2 separate regions of the Mus musculus genome follow, and region 1 is linked to region 2. Evidence: chromatin contacts called from public promoter capture Hi-C data. All regions are on one chromosome and are shown on one strand. The core of a region is the stretch at or near the end of the contact, and the rest is flanking DNA. Distances in the headings are between cores, read along the strand shown. Region 1 overlaps Cfap44 (cilia and flagella associated protein 44). Region 2 overlaps Usf3 (upstream transcription factor family member 3).

What was found. Capture Hi-C pulls out chosen DNA fragments and counts their contacts.
Region 1: a contact with region 2 is called in a promoter capture Hi-C map of pancreatic islet. The contact joins two enhancer-like sites. A contact is called at or near these places in 4 of 39 promoter capture datasets (the C10 cell line, cranial neural crest, hematopoietic stem and progenitor cells and 1 more) and 3 of 9 other capture datasets (adipose tissue, macrophages and pancreatic islet).

What each region holds. Positions count from the first base shown.
Region 1 is chr16:44,404,735-44,411,709 of GRCm38.p6, forward strand. It overlaps Cfap44 (cilia and flagella associated protein 44), which reads left to right. Exons shown (of 35, transcript NM_001033247.1): 4 at 1-30; 5 at 2,575-2,737; 6 at 4,149-4,251; 7 at 5,561-5,777; 8 at 6,678-6,792. Among named protein-coding and RNA genes, the nearest start is that of Cfap44, 13 kb to the left of the region's middle. Within about 2 kb of position 5,552, at least 3 of the 459 cell types and tissues checked have an H3K27ac peak or open chromatin away from gene starts, as enhancers often do. A contact at or near this core is called in pancreatic islet, where this site is marked.
Region 2 is chr16:44,212,371-44,219,374 of GRCm38.p6, forward strand. Usf3 (upstream transcription factor family member 3) reads left to right here. Exons shown (of 8, transcript NM_001029889.2): 7 at 270-366; 8 at 3,045-7,004. Among named protein-coding and RNA genes, the nearest start is that of Usf3, 42 kb to the left of the region's middle. Within about 2 kb of position 4,866, at least 11 of the 459 cell types and tissues checked have an H3K27ac peak or open chromatin away from gene starts, as enhancers often do. A contact at or near this core is called in pancreatic islet, where this site is marked.

The DNA.
Region 1 (6,975 bases), core at 4,302-6,801, 190 kb after region 2:
GAGGATCCCACTTTATTTTCTCACCCTCAAGTATCCATTGCAGCTATACATTTATAACGCGGGAGGGTTTTGTTTCCTAGGTCAGGGGTCGGCCAACTATAGCCCCTGGAGCAAATGTGGCCTCCAGCCTGTTTGTGTAAATAAAGTTTTATTGCAGCACAGACACATCCCATTACATTCTGTCTATAGCTGCTTAAATAGTTGCGATTGAGACTTTTTTTTTTTTGTCTAGAAAGCCTAAGGCAGTGGTTCTGAGCCTTCCTAAATGTGTCAACCCTGTAATACAGTTGTTCCTCATGTTGTGGTGACACCCAACCACAAAGTTATTTTTTGTCACTTCATAACTGTAATTTTGTTGCTGCCATGAATCATGTAAATATATCTGTTATGTGACACACCCCCTCCCCCGCCCCTGACACACACATGCAAGGTCTCCCACTTGTGGCTGAGAACCGCTGACCTAAGTATCTACTTCTTGCCTTACAAGTTTACCAACTTAGGAAATTGTAAGAAATGTGGTGGAGGGTGTCGATCCTAATTTAAATTAAGCTTTTGTTCGGTGCCACCATAGGAAGAAATGATTCTTTGGGGATCCTCTTTTCACAGATGGACCAGGCTATATAGTTCATTGAGATGTGGTTTTTCGCAGGAGTCTGCAAAGCTTCTTACTGACATTTTCTTCAGTGTCCCAGGCTGGCCTTCCTTTGCCAAGTCCTGTCTAGTGACATCATTGCTTTCCTTTCTCGAGGCACTGATGGTACCATTGTCAAGGCTGATACTTTCCCATCATGCACCGGAAGAGTTAGCTGAGGTGACTCTGAGAAAGAGGTCACACTGCAGCAAGTTTTGATTGGTTTGTGAAGACAGGCAACCGTAGGGCTGACCCAGGAGAGCACTTGTGTTTGCTGTCCGTATGTTAGGTCTGTGAGAGGGTAATTAAAGTACTGCCGTCTGTGAATAGTGGCTGTTGTCAGCCCGCACTGCAACTGGCCTCTTTCGAAAGGTATAGTTTGGAGATAAGGGTGCATGCTTTCTGAATACAGCTTTGAACTCCGTTTCAAGCCTATGTGTGACTAAACTAAATTGCCCCAAATTACTTTCTAATCTGAAATTTTCTCTTCTTAACTTTTCTGTCTTTCGGACATAAGAAATTTTCTTACAAATAAGTGGATCCTCCAAAATCATAGTCCCTCCCCACCCCCCCCCAAACAAAGTCTCAAGAAATAGATTCAACCTTAAACCTTGATGATCAACAGGTTCTTGGAAAGATCTGTCCACTGAAGCAGCACTGAGATGCTAAAAGTTTTCATAGGTTGCTCTCATTTACATTGTTATTTTATGTCTTGTGTTTTTAAATTTGAGCTGAACTGTACCAATAAGATCTTATGTAACCTACATCTTTAAACTTCTATTTTGAATTAATGCAATTTTACTCTATGACATAAATACACATACATACATACATACATACATACATATGCACACTTACATATATATACACACATACATACACACATACATACATACACACATACATATATACATACATACATATATTTGCTTATACAGAAATGTAGTAAAAAAAAGCATTGGAAAATCTATATATTTTATGTGTCCTATATTAGTGGATTTAAATAATCTGTTTATATTAATTAAGTTTTAATTTGAACTTAATACAGTAGCCATGTTATAAAATTTTGTATTAGATTCCTACAAATGTCAGATTTTCTTTACATTTGCTTTTTACATGTATTATGTATGCAAGTGTGTACGTGTGTGTTCCCACATGTGCCAGGGCATGTCAGAGAACAGCTTTCAGGAGTCTGCCCTTTTTATCCAGTAAGTTAGTTCTAGGCATGAAACCCAGGTCGTTAGTCTTGGCAGCAAGTGCCTTTACCCAGTGAACCAGCAGCTGCCGCATCATCCCAGAATTTTAAATGTCTTTCATCTTCAAGGAAGAGGCCTAGAAAATATTTTTAGAGGGTGGATCAGTGAGTTAAAAACACTTGGCACATAAGCCTGATGACCTGAATTGTATCCCTGGGGCCCAAGATGGAAGAAGAGAAATCACACACACACACACACACACACACACACACACACACACACACGCAACACATGCATGCATACACACATACATACACCCCATATAAACAATAATAAAAATGATTTTTACTATGATTTCAGCAAACTTGACTGGCAGCTATGAAGGTGAAGACCCGGACTTTGTCCCATGTGGTATGGTTCTGTTTTCAGGATACAGAGGAAAATGATCCCCATTTAGAAAGGCTACCTCTATCTATCTGCTTATCCCCAAATCTCAGAATTTCTTTCCAAATATTCAAGTAGAAAACTTAAGTCTCTGTATGAAGATTTTCACTTACTTTAAAAATAAAACTATGTCTGTGACCTATAAAAAAATTCGGATTTTCAGGGTAAAGTTCAGCTTTGTTGATTTCAGATGGTTAATTAAATAGAGTATTGGTTTTAAAAATAGGCTCAGTTGTTTTAGTCAGGCATCCGATCCCTATTGGATGTTCTGTCTTACTGTTCTCCTTATCAGCCTTGCTCCAGCCATTCTTTTGGTTATGACTGCAGAAAGCGAGCCAACCTACAGCTTCTGGACAGCAACACTTTATTGTACGTGGCTGGGAACCAGATGGTCCTGCTGGATTTTAAAGACAAGACACAAATTTACCTGCAGAGTAGCAGTGGCCAAGGGATTGGTGCCATTGGGGTATGCCAACATTTAGTGACCCGGGGGCGGGGAACCCCTGTTTCTGTCTTTCTCAGTTTTCACAGTGGCAGTTAGAGACCAGTGGTATGCAGGGTGTGGTAGGGGCACATGAGATGCACAGTTATCTCTATTCTATGCCCTTTTCTTTCTCTTTCTTTAAAGTGTTTTTTATTTCTTTTTCACGAAGCCCAAGCTGGCTTTAAAGTCAGTACAGAGGCCAGGCTGGCTTTAAACCTGGGATCCTCCCGCCTTAGCTTCTTGAACAGAGGGGAAATTATGTATGTATGAATGTATGTATGTATGTATGTATGTATCTCTGTATCTCTGTATATATGTATGTATGTATGCATGCATGCATCTCTCTCTCTGTATCTATGTATTTATGTATCTATCTATGCATGTATATATGTATGTATGTATGTATGTATGTATGTATGTATCTATCTATCTATCTATCTATCTATCTATCTATCTATCTATCATCTATCCATTCATCCATTCATCTATCTATCTCACTACTCTGTACATAAATCATGATTACAGCTGTGCATCAGTGTAGTTATAAAGACTGATAATGTAGGAAATCCAAGGCTGTAAGATTAGTTGTTGAATTAGTATCTTAAAGTCAGGTTAAACAAATGCACCGACGACCCAGGAGAATATCTGTCTTAAGTGATCTTAACCTATATTATTAACTAGGCTGTGAGGTCCAGTTTCAGTCTTTTAGAAAGAAAGAGATATTTTCCAAAGGATGTGTCACCACAGGATAGAAGGCAGCTTCAGCAGGAGGTCAGCCTGTCAGCTCCTCTCATGGGATGGTGCTCACAAAAACCCTTGACAGATGCTGTTCCACAGTTCTGGATTTCCAACTCTTCAGGACAGCTAGGCAAATAAATTCTGTCTGTCATAAGTAACCCAGTCTTTCAGGGAGAAAATGAATGGAAACACACATTTTGTGAATGTTTCTACCATTTAGAGCGACTTACACTGTAAGTACGACTGGCATTCTGTCCTACTTAGCTGTTCTTACATAACCATCCAGGCCAGCAGAGGCATAGCACTTGTTAAAAATGTAAATGTGAATTAAGAAACACTAGGTTTAGGGCTTAAGATCTGTGTTTGGATGAACCTATGAAGCAATTCTGACACACACCAAAGAGTAAAGCCTTCATTATCACTACAAATTTAATACTCATAAGATTAAAGCTAAGCCTTAATTTTTAAAAATTTCTTTTAATTTTTAGTTCAAATCATACCCATCATTAAGTATTTATCATATGCACATTTTTAAAAAATTTAGATTGAAGTGCAGTGTAGTAGCCAATTACACAGTAACAGTCACTACTGCATGGATAAGAATATCTAAGTGAAATTTTCCATTGAATATTTTAGTGAGACTCTGTTTTTCTAGGTCCATCCAAAGAAAACTTACTTCGCAGTTGCCGAAAAAGGAAGTTTCCCAAAGATTATCATCTACGAGTACCCTTCTCTGAAGCCCTACAGGATCTTGAGAGGTAAGTCCATCGAGATGTCTGGAGTAGGCCATGTTCAAGGCTAACATCCTGAAGGTGACCAAGATTACAGAATTAACCAAGATTCAGCAGAGGAACAAAAGTAAGATGTAGAAAGGAAATTTATTTCATGAACTTGGCTTACAGTTGCCTAGGTTAGGAAGTTTAAAACTGTGGGTCGCCCCACAGGCTGGAGATTGCAAAGAAAGGGTCCGTGGGCATTCTCCAGGCAGCGTTATCTCTTTAGGGAATCTTCAGTTTTAATTCTAAGACCTTGCAGCTGATTGGATAAAGCCTGCCTAGACTCTCAAGGATACAATCCTTAAAGATCAGAACTATCAGTCATGTTGGCCAATACTTCACAAAAACTTCCCTGCTGTTTAGTTTGAATAACTGGGTGTTAGAAACTAGTGAGGGTGAGGGTGGTGGGTAACATTAGCCATCTCCATTGTCTTACAGTTCTGCTGTCTGGGTAACTGATTTGGGGAGTCCAGTTTTTTTTTCCCCTCTGGGAAATTTTCAGTGACAAATTTAAAGTTGCAGACCTTGTCTGCTCTCTGAGTGTGGCTCCCTTTCTTCCACAAGATGGAATACATGCAGCATGTTCTTCTGTGGGAAAACGCAATTTTGATTTCTAATCGTATAAGCTATTTTAAAGCCAAGAGTGATGAAAGATTTTTAGGATTACTCTTTTGGGAGATTTTTCTATCTATGCTCTGTTGGAAGATTTACGTATGTATGCCATGTACGCACACCCCTGCCCATGTAATATGTGTGAGGGGCGCTTGCCTGTGCATGGTATTTGTGGAGGCCAGGGCTTGATGTCGAGCATTCCTTCTATGGCTCTCCACCTTATTATATGATGTAGAGCCTTTCACTACAGCTGGCGCTTGCCATTTTAGCTACTCTGGTTGGCCAAGAAGCCCTTGGGATTGGCCTGTCTCTGTGCCTCCTCCCACCCTATACCATTAGCACAACACCTGAACCTCAGTGCTTGTACACTGGCTGTGTTACCTGTTGGACAGACTGTCTCCCCAGCCCTCTCTTAGATTCTTGGCATTTTAACATTAACACAGATCACTCTCCTCCTCTTCCTCCTCCTCTTCCTCCTCTTCTTTCTCCTTCCTCTCCCCCTCCCCCCTCCCCCTCCCCCGCCACCATTTTCCCTCTCTGTTGTCCTTTTGGGACATAAGATTTGCAGCATTGGCTGGGCTTGATCTTCTTTTCCAACACCTCCAGTGCTGGTGTGACAGGTGTGTCCCGCTGGGCTGAGCTTCTAGCCTGTTTATCAGCCTCCCATTCATCCTTACAGATGGGGCAGAAAAAGCCTATGCTTATGTGGACTTTAACAACGAGGGGAACTTGCTGGCCTCTGTTGGCTGTCATCCTGATTACACAATAACCATCTGGGGCTGGAAGGAAGAGCAGCCCATACTGAGAACGAAAGCGTTTTCTCAGGACGTCTTTAAGGTCACTTTCAATCCTGATAATGATGAGCAATTAACTACCTCAGGATCCGGCCACATCAAGTAAGTCTGGTACCCAACAAAGAAACTAGCAGATATTTTAAGGGACATTTCTAAAAGGACCAAAGATATAAAGATAATTTTTACTATCATTAAATTGAATTTTTTTTTCAAAATTAGGGAGATTTCAGAAAGTTTTTAAAAATACTTATTCTTATTTTATGTTTATGAATGTTTTGTCTGTATGCATACATGTGTAATACAAGCACGTTGTATCTGTGGAAGACGAAGAGGACTTTGAAACTCCTGGAACTGGGGTTACAGATGGCTGTAAGGTGCCGTGTGTGTGTGTGTGTGTGTGTGTGTGTGTGCTGGGACCCAAACCCAGATCTTCTAGAAAGAGCAGAGAGTGCTGCTAACTGCTGAGCCACCTCTCCAGCTCTGCATGGGTTGTTTTTCAAGTTAACCAGCAGTTCGCCTTCTCATAGTCTCCACTGAAAGTAGTTCTCATAGCATCTCAGTAACTCACTGTTGGCATTTACAAAGCCATGGTCAGCTTTCAGACCACGGTGGAGTTTCTTATGTTTCTTAAGTCTTAACCGTGGCACGAGAATCCTCACAACCACTCCTGATGATCCTTGTCTACTCCTGACCCTCTGTTACCTTTCTTACTTGTTACTTGTATGTAACATCAGTTACTTTCAATCCAATTGAAAATTTCACTTATGGCTGGTAACTGCTGCAGCAGACAGCATAACTCAAAATCCAGGTCTCACAAAGACAGTGGACCCCCCCACCCCAGTGTTGAATCTGTGCTACCTAACAGGGATTAGTAGACACTATGTGTCAAGATGAACCGATTGAAATTACTTCACATGCACATATCCGCATATCCACGGCTGATGGACATAAAAAGACACCGCACTGATCAGCATCTCTGACCTCTTTCTCTCTTGTTTGCAGGTTCTGGGAGATGGCTTTTACATTCACTGGTCTCAAGCTGCAAGGATCACTGGGGCGATTTGGCAAAACATCTACCAGTGACATAGAGGGCTATGCAGAGCTTCCCGACGGGAAGGTGAGCGAGCACGCCTGCGGTTCTTCAGTCACCCGGACTGTGAGCAGATGGAAGCAGGCCTACTTGAAGTCAACCATGTGTTCAAGGACTGTCCATGAGAACAGCTACTGTAATTCTGAGTGTCCTGAACACCTCATTTTCCTTTTACAGACTATCAGTTGAAAGGAAAACATTTCCCTAAAG
Region 2 (7,004 bases), core at 3,616-6,115:
ACTATACATTGCTTTTAAAATTTATCTTCAGCAAATTGAAGTCAGTTCTTCATGCTTTTGCCTATATTCCTAGATCCTAGAACTGAGTCTGACACATAGCAAACGGTTAGTTGCTTAATAGATATATGAACAGTAGATTTTGAACTTAGTATCTAATTTGTATTTTTAAAAGTTGCGTATCACATGTAATAAAGCTATCACATTTTACAAGTCTTCTTACAGGTGTTACCTTTTATTGAAATGCTGAAATTGTTACTTTTCTGTTGCAGAGCAAGAACATGATCCTGGACCAAGCCTTTAAGTACATAACGGAGCTGAAGCGGCAGAACGATGAACTCCTGCTCAACGGAGGGAGCAGCGAACAAGGTGGAGACTTGGCCGAGTCTTGCTGTCTCCTGTTTGTGTTGCAGTGACATGCATTGAGGACATGGAAAGCTCCCCCAACCCTCAACTCAGAATAGGCTTGCCTTCAAGCACCGCAGGAGAAAGCATTGCAAATGAGATCATTGTAGCTGAACGCCTCTCCTTCCTCTGTGGTTAATTTTAATCTTGTACAAACACGTAACTTCAGTGTTGATTACTTCTGGGTATTTCATGTTGGTCTAAGTCATGGACCTAATGGTGTTAAATCTCCGCTGCTCCACTTGGATCTTGCAGTTAGGAGGCTCTCAGAAGATGACTCACAGAGGAGCTGTGTTCATGGTGACTTATAAACAACATTAGAGGATAGATCTGGGCCAGGTTTTAACAATGCATTGACTCAGAAGATCAAGTATTCACATCATAATTGGTTGCATTACTATAAAGTGTATATTGAGCTGCCAGGTCATTTAAAATACTTGATTTTTAGGTGTATCTTTCTGTGCTGTGGGTTGTGAGTTTTCCACCAGCGTTGGTGAGAAGCTGAAAGGAAATGCTTCCAGCCAGTGTAAAGCTCAGGGTGGGAGGCCGGTTGGGTGGCCTTTATTATGGCTCTGAAAAGAACAGAGGGTTTCATGTGACAAACCTTAAAAGGAAGAGTAGACCACCTTAAAAGGAACAATATTTTACTAATTTGGACAGTGCTGTGCTACACTGCTTGCACTGGGCAAGAATAGTATTGGAAACCCTTCCAGGAGGGCGGCATTCAGAACTCTTCCCTACACTCAGTTAAAAAGCTGCTTTCCTATGGCAGCTCTCTTTTAATGATGCAGACTACCCTTGTGGGTGCTTCCATCAGACAGCTAGATATAATGGTATTTGCAACATTGTGAAGTACTCCACAAGATACTTTGAGGCTAGAATCATCTTTAGACTTCCAATGAAAGTTCCTTTGCTTGAGAACTCAAGGTTAGGCCAAGCAAGTTACCTTAGTGAAAAGGGAAGCTAATGACAAACTACCCGGCACATGCAGCTCAGAAAAGGCCTAGCAGCCAGGTCAGGGTGGGGCAGAGCATGGAACAGCTTCAGTGGCTCTCATGTCATCTCTGTTGGGATCACAGGCTCTGGGGTTCTTTCTGTGCATATTTTCTATCCACTCCCTGATCCCTGTATTGTTTGCTGTTGTTCTTTTGGTAGAAGATAGTTTGTTTCATTTAATATATAGTAGAGGACAGTACCTTCTCAAGGATCGACAGTAGCCAAAGGAACCATTCCTGTAGAACACAGTCAAAGGCTGAAGGCAGACAGTGGTCAAGGAGACCACTGTCCCAATCTGTATTGGAAGCATGCTTTATACTAAAGTCGATAGAAAAGACAACTTTCCCTTCAGAACATAACCCCTGTCCAGAACATATTAATATGGCCATTTTGATAGACTCCTAATGAGGGGGACAGTGTTATTCTCTTATTCTTCATCAAAAAACTTCTAGCCAGATAGTAATCTTACAAGGTTATACAGACACACACAGAGACACTATTATAATAGTGATCTTACAGTTAGTTCAGAATGTGACATCCTCATCTAGGGCTACAGATATGCTATCCATCCCTTTGACCAAATATCAGAGCCCTGCAGTTGTGGTCTTTGTTTAAAACCTGCTGGTTATGAGGGGGGCTCATCCAAATGACCTCCAAGCCTGCTAATCTCTACCTACCTACTTCACATTACCTCCTTAAGAGAGGAAACCCGAAAGCCATTTTAGGTGTTTGGCACCTGGATAGTCTGACTGCTTGGGGCTGTATTGGGTATAGAACGACTTAAAGTTTATGTTCCTGCTGACTTTGAGCTATATGGAGTTTGATTGCTGCAGGACCATCTGAGGATGAATTGACTGTAAACAAGAGGAGAAAAAAAATAAGACAGTGGGCACACAAAGTCCGAGACAAATATAATCACCACTAAAATTATAACTATGAAAATTCAGAGGTCCAGCTCCAAAGCCATTTGCCAAAAGGGATGCTAGTGTCTGGCATGGTTTGAACCTGGTCTTGTCAGTCAGATGGAACATCAGCAGAATTAAGAATTATACCAATCAACCTTGATAATAACACAAGTGTTCCCCCTGTGAGGATATCTATAACATGTCCTGGCCACCCTTGGACTATTAGTATATCAGACTGCTTTGAAAAATGTCCCACAACTTGGTGGATTTGAGCTGAGGCCTAGTTAAGAACTAACTCACAGGGTTACACCTCAGCATTCTGTGTCATTCTGTGTCATTCAGAGCCTGTCAGTGGTGGTAAGCCTGTACTTGGAACCCTGAACAAAGAGGCTTTTAGCTTATCACAAGCATGTCACAGGAATTAGCCTGCCTTCCCTGGTTTTTACCTGTTAGCTGTGTTACTGGAAAGGTTTTGATTCGGAACATTGAGACTTGTACGCCATAGGAGATTTTCAGTGGTTGGCCTTTACAAGTGTAGAGTTTAGAAGGAATTGGGGGGGGGGGGGGCTTGAGGTGCCACTCTAAGAAGAAAACCTTACAGCAGCAGAGAGCTCCTGGTTCTGCTGAGGCATCTGAAGGCCAGGATTGGAATTCAGTGGCTTAGCACATATAGTTTTGCTTAAGTTGTTATAATTACTGACATTCACCTATATTTTTATATCTTTATTTCTAATATTTTAGCTGAAGAAATTAAAAAGCTACGGAAACAACTAGAAGAAATCCAAAAAGAAAATGGCCGATATATTGAATTATTGAAAGCAAATGACATATGCTTGTATGATGACCCCACAATCCACTGGAAAGGCAATCTGAAAACCTCAAAGGTGTCTGTTGTTATTCCAAGTGACCAGGTCCAGAAAAACATCATCGTTTATTCCAACGGGAGCCAGCCTGGGGGAAACAGCCAGGGGACAGCTGTTCAGGGAATAACCTTTAATGTTGGTCACGGCTTGCAAAAGCAGACCGCCAATGTGGTGCCAGTGCAGAGGACCTGCAAGCTTGTGACTCCCGTGTCTATTTCTGGAGTTTACCCTTCTGAAAACAAGCCGTGGCATCAGACTACAGTGTCTGCGCTGGCTGCCAACCAGTCTGTTCCCCTTTGTCTTCCCGCTGCCATTTCTGCTCAAAACATTCTCGAACTTTCTACTTCTGAAAGCCAATCAAGTGGGCTGGGTGCCACTGGTGGCTCAGTGGTCACCGTTTCAGTTGGCCCTGACCCTCACCCACATCGTTCCTCGAATACATGCCTAAATGATCAAAATGCTTCAGAAAATAACAATGCACAGGAGAGCCCCAAATCATCAAAGAAAACAGTCACGTGTGTCTCAGGCATCTCCTCCAGTACTTCAGCAGCTGCCCCCGAAGTGCACCATGAAAACAAGTCCAGCCCGGCAATGCAGGGCTCCAGTGCAGATTCGCAAAACACCCTTGTGTCAGTTACCACCACAGTGTGCTCCCAGCCTCCCAGATCTACAGGTGGCTCTTCTCCAGTGAGTGGTAGCAAGACTGTAGACTCACCAAGTACAGCCACAGTGGTGGTGCCAGCCCATGCTGCAGTAGCGAAGAGTACCCTCCCAGTGAGCAGTCTCTCTGCAAACCCTTTGGAGGGTGGTTGGACTCTCTCTTGTTCTCTGCCTTCTTCAAGTGTCAGTGCTTCAGAACTAAAAAACATCAGCAGCCTTACCCGAATCTCTTCAGCCGGAAACACACAGACAACGTGGACTACACTGCATCTGGCCGGAAACACTATTCAGCCTTTAAGCCAGCCACCATCTTCTGCTGCGACTCCAGCACTAAATGAGTGTGGTACCAGCCCTACCCCAAACAACCACAAGCACGTGGCTACAGCTATCACCCTAAATAATTCCCCTCCAACAGATGGGCAGCCAGTTGAGCAAGTAGTGGTGACTTTGCCTTCGTGTCCACCCTTACCTATGCAACCACTAATTGCCCAGCCACAAGTTAAGTCTCAGCCTCCCAAAAATATCCTTCCTTTGAATTCAGCAATGCAAGTGATTCAGATGGCTCAGCCAGTTGGGTCAGGTGTCACTGCAGCTCCAGCTAACCAAAATGTCATCATTCTTCAGCCACCAAGCACAACCCCATGCCCAACAATGATGAGGGCAGAGGTTTCCAACCAAACAGTAGGTCAACAGATTGTCATCATACAGGCGGCTAATCAGAACCCATTGCCACTCCTCTCTGCTCCGCATCCTGGTCCTGTTCGACTGCCTGTCAATGGGGCCAGTGCTATAATAGGGTCTCATAATTCAGTGCAAAATGTGCCAGCCCCACAGACTTTTGGAGGAAAGCATCTTGTCCACATATTACCAAGACCTTCCTCTCTATCCACATCTAACTCAACACAGACTTTTTCTGTTACCATGTCAAACCAACAGCAGCCTCAAACCATTTCTTTAAACGGACAGCTCTTTGCTTTGCAGCCTGTGATGTCCTCATCAGGAACTACAAATCAAAGCCCTATGCAAATTATTCAACCCACCACCAGCGAAGATCCAAATACCAATGTTGCCCTGAATACATTTGGGGCTTTGGCCAGCCTCAATCAAAGCATATCACAGATGGCTGGGCAAAGCTGTGTACAGTTGTCTATTAGCCACTCTGCTAATCCTCAGACTTCTGCAAACAGTCAAACCAGCCCTGCCAACTGCGTTTCACTAACAACAACTGTAGCACCTACCATAACAGTAGATAATTCAGCCACACCATCCACTACTTACAGTCTTGCAACAGCTTCCTCAACAAACACTGTCACTTGTTTGCCCTCTACCATGAAATCAAAAAGACTGAGCAAGAAGCCAGGTGCCAAGAAACACTTAACAGCTAACAAGCCAGCATGTCCCCTGAATTCAGTCAGAGATGTGGGCAAGATAGATGGCCCCAGAATAAACAGCTCAGCAGAGCCATCATGCAGTGATGGACTGCTGGACAGCCTCCCTGTTGGCCTATCGTCTGTTGCTGTGTCCCAGGCAAAGAATGTTAGTATTTCTGCTTCACATTCTTTGGATGTTCTGAATTCTGAATCAGTAACCCCTGACTCTGGTCCCCAATCTAAGTCAACAGAAGACTGTAGCTCACCTTCCCACGAATCTGAAACAAACGAACAACTTGTATTGGCGCCAGCAAAACCCAAAGATTCTACTCCTATTTTACAAGAGACATCTCAGGGTACACCACCGTGTTCTGTAGCGTTGTCCAATGATATGAAATCCTGTACTTCAGCCAACGTGTTGACTCCATCTCCTATCGAATCCCAGAGTTTGGTTTCTCAGGTTTCTGGTCTGTCATCCACTACGAGCACTTCAAGCACTGACTGTATTTCTGAGGTAGAAATTGTGGCAGAACCTTGCCCAGTTCAGCAGGATTCATTGGACACCATGCAGACAGCAGGGTCTTTAAAAGGGCAAGGACTAACTATGTTGCTGTCGGATCTTGCTAAAGAAAAGGACCTTCAGAGGTCATCTCTCTCAGTCCAGATGGAGCATCCTGACTTTTCTCCAGAAAGTTCTAAGATAGGTGATTCTAATGTTGATTTGCCTCCCAAGCAGGAACTGCTACTGATGAGCGATGACAGAGACCCGCCACAGCCCCACTCCTGCCTCCCTGATCAGGAGGTTCTCCATGGGTCTTTGCTCACCAGTAGACAGGCTGACTCTCCTCTGTCAACCAGCTCTGGCAGTAGTCGTAGTTTCTCCGTTGCATCCATGCTTCCTGAAACAGCTCGAGAAGATGTGACGAGCAGTACAACATCTAACACGTGTGATGGCTGCACCTTTGCAGAGCAAACTGACATTGTGGCCCTTGCTGCAAGAGCCATCTTGGACCAGGAGAGCATTGAGAAGGGAAGACTTGGCACACAGGCTGATGTGAAGGAGGTTACTCCAAAGCCTTCTGAAACCTCTTTAGAGGGAGACCAGCCCTTTAAACCACAGATCCACAAGGAGACATGCACGGGACAGGCTGACCCAACACCAAGTGAATTTAACTCTCAGGATTCTGTGGAAGTGACAGTCGATAGGCCTCTTGAAAAACCAAGCTGTTCTCTGGGAATTAAAGGATCAAATGCCCCCATACAGGTGTCAGCCCCTCAGCCACCAAGTCTCACCCATCAGAATAGCATCAGCAGCCATCCTCTGGTCAGTTGCACAGGTCTATCGCAGAGCTCAGATCAAACTTCTAATCCTGTGACGGTTAATATGACTGTTTCATCCAGTTCTTATGGCAGCCAGCCTCCTGTGCCACCTCTGATGACAGAATATCCCCAGGAACAGCTGACCAGCATGACTAGCGCCATACCAAACCCACAGGTTCAAGAACCGCTTTCAAAGCCCAGTCATGAAAGTCGTAAAGATTCTGCAAAGCGCACTGTGCAAGATGATCTTTTACTAAATTCAGCCAAACGTCAGAAGCACTGCCAGCCAGCCCCTCTCAGGCTTGAAAGTATGCCCCTGATGAGCAGGACTCCAGACAACATTCCTGATCAAACCCAAATGATGGCGAGTCAGATCACACCTAACTCTTCAAACTCAGTTGTACCTGTTAGCAACCCAGCACATGGAGATGGCCTTGCACGGTTATTTCCACCTAGTAACAACTTTGTGGCTCCTCCATTGAGGCAGA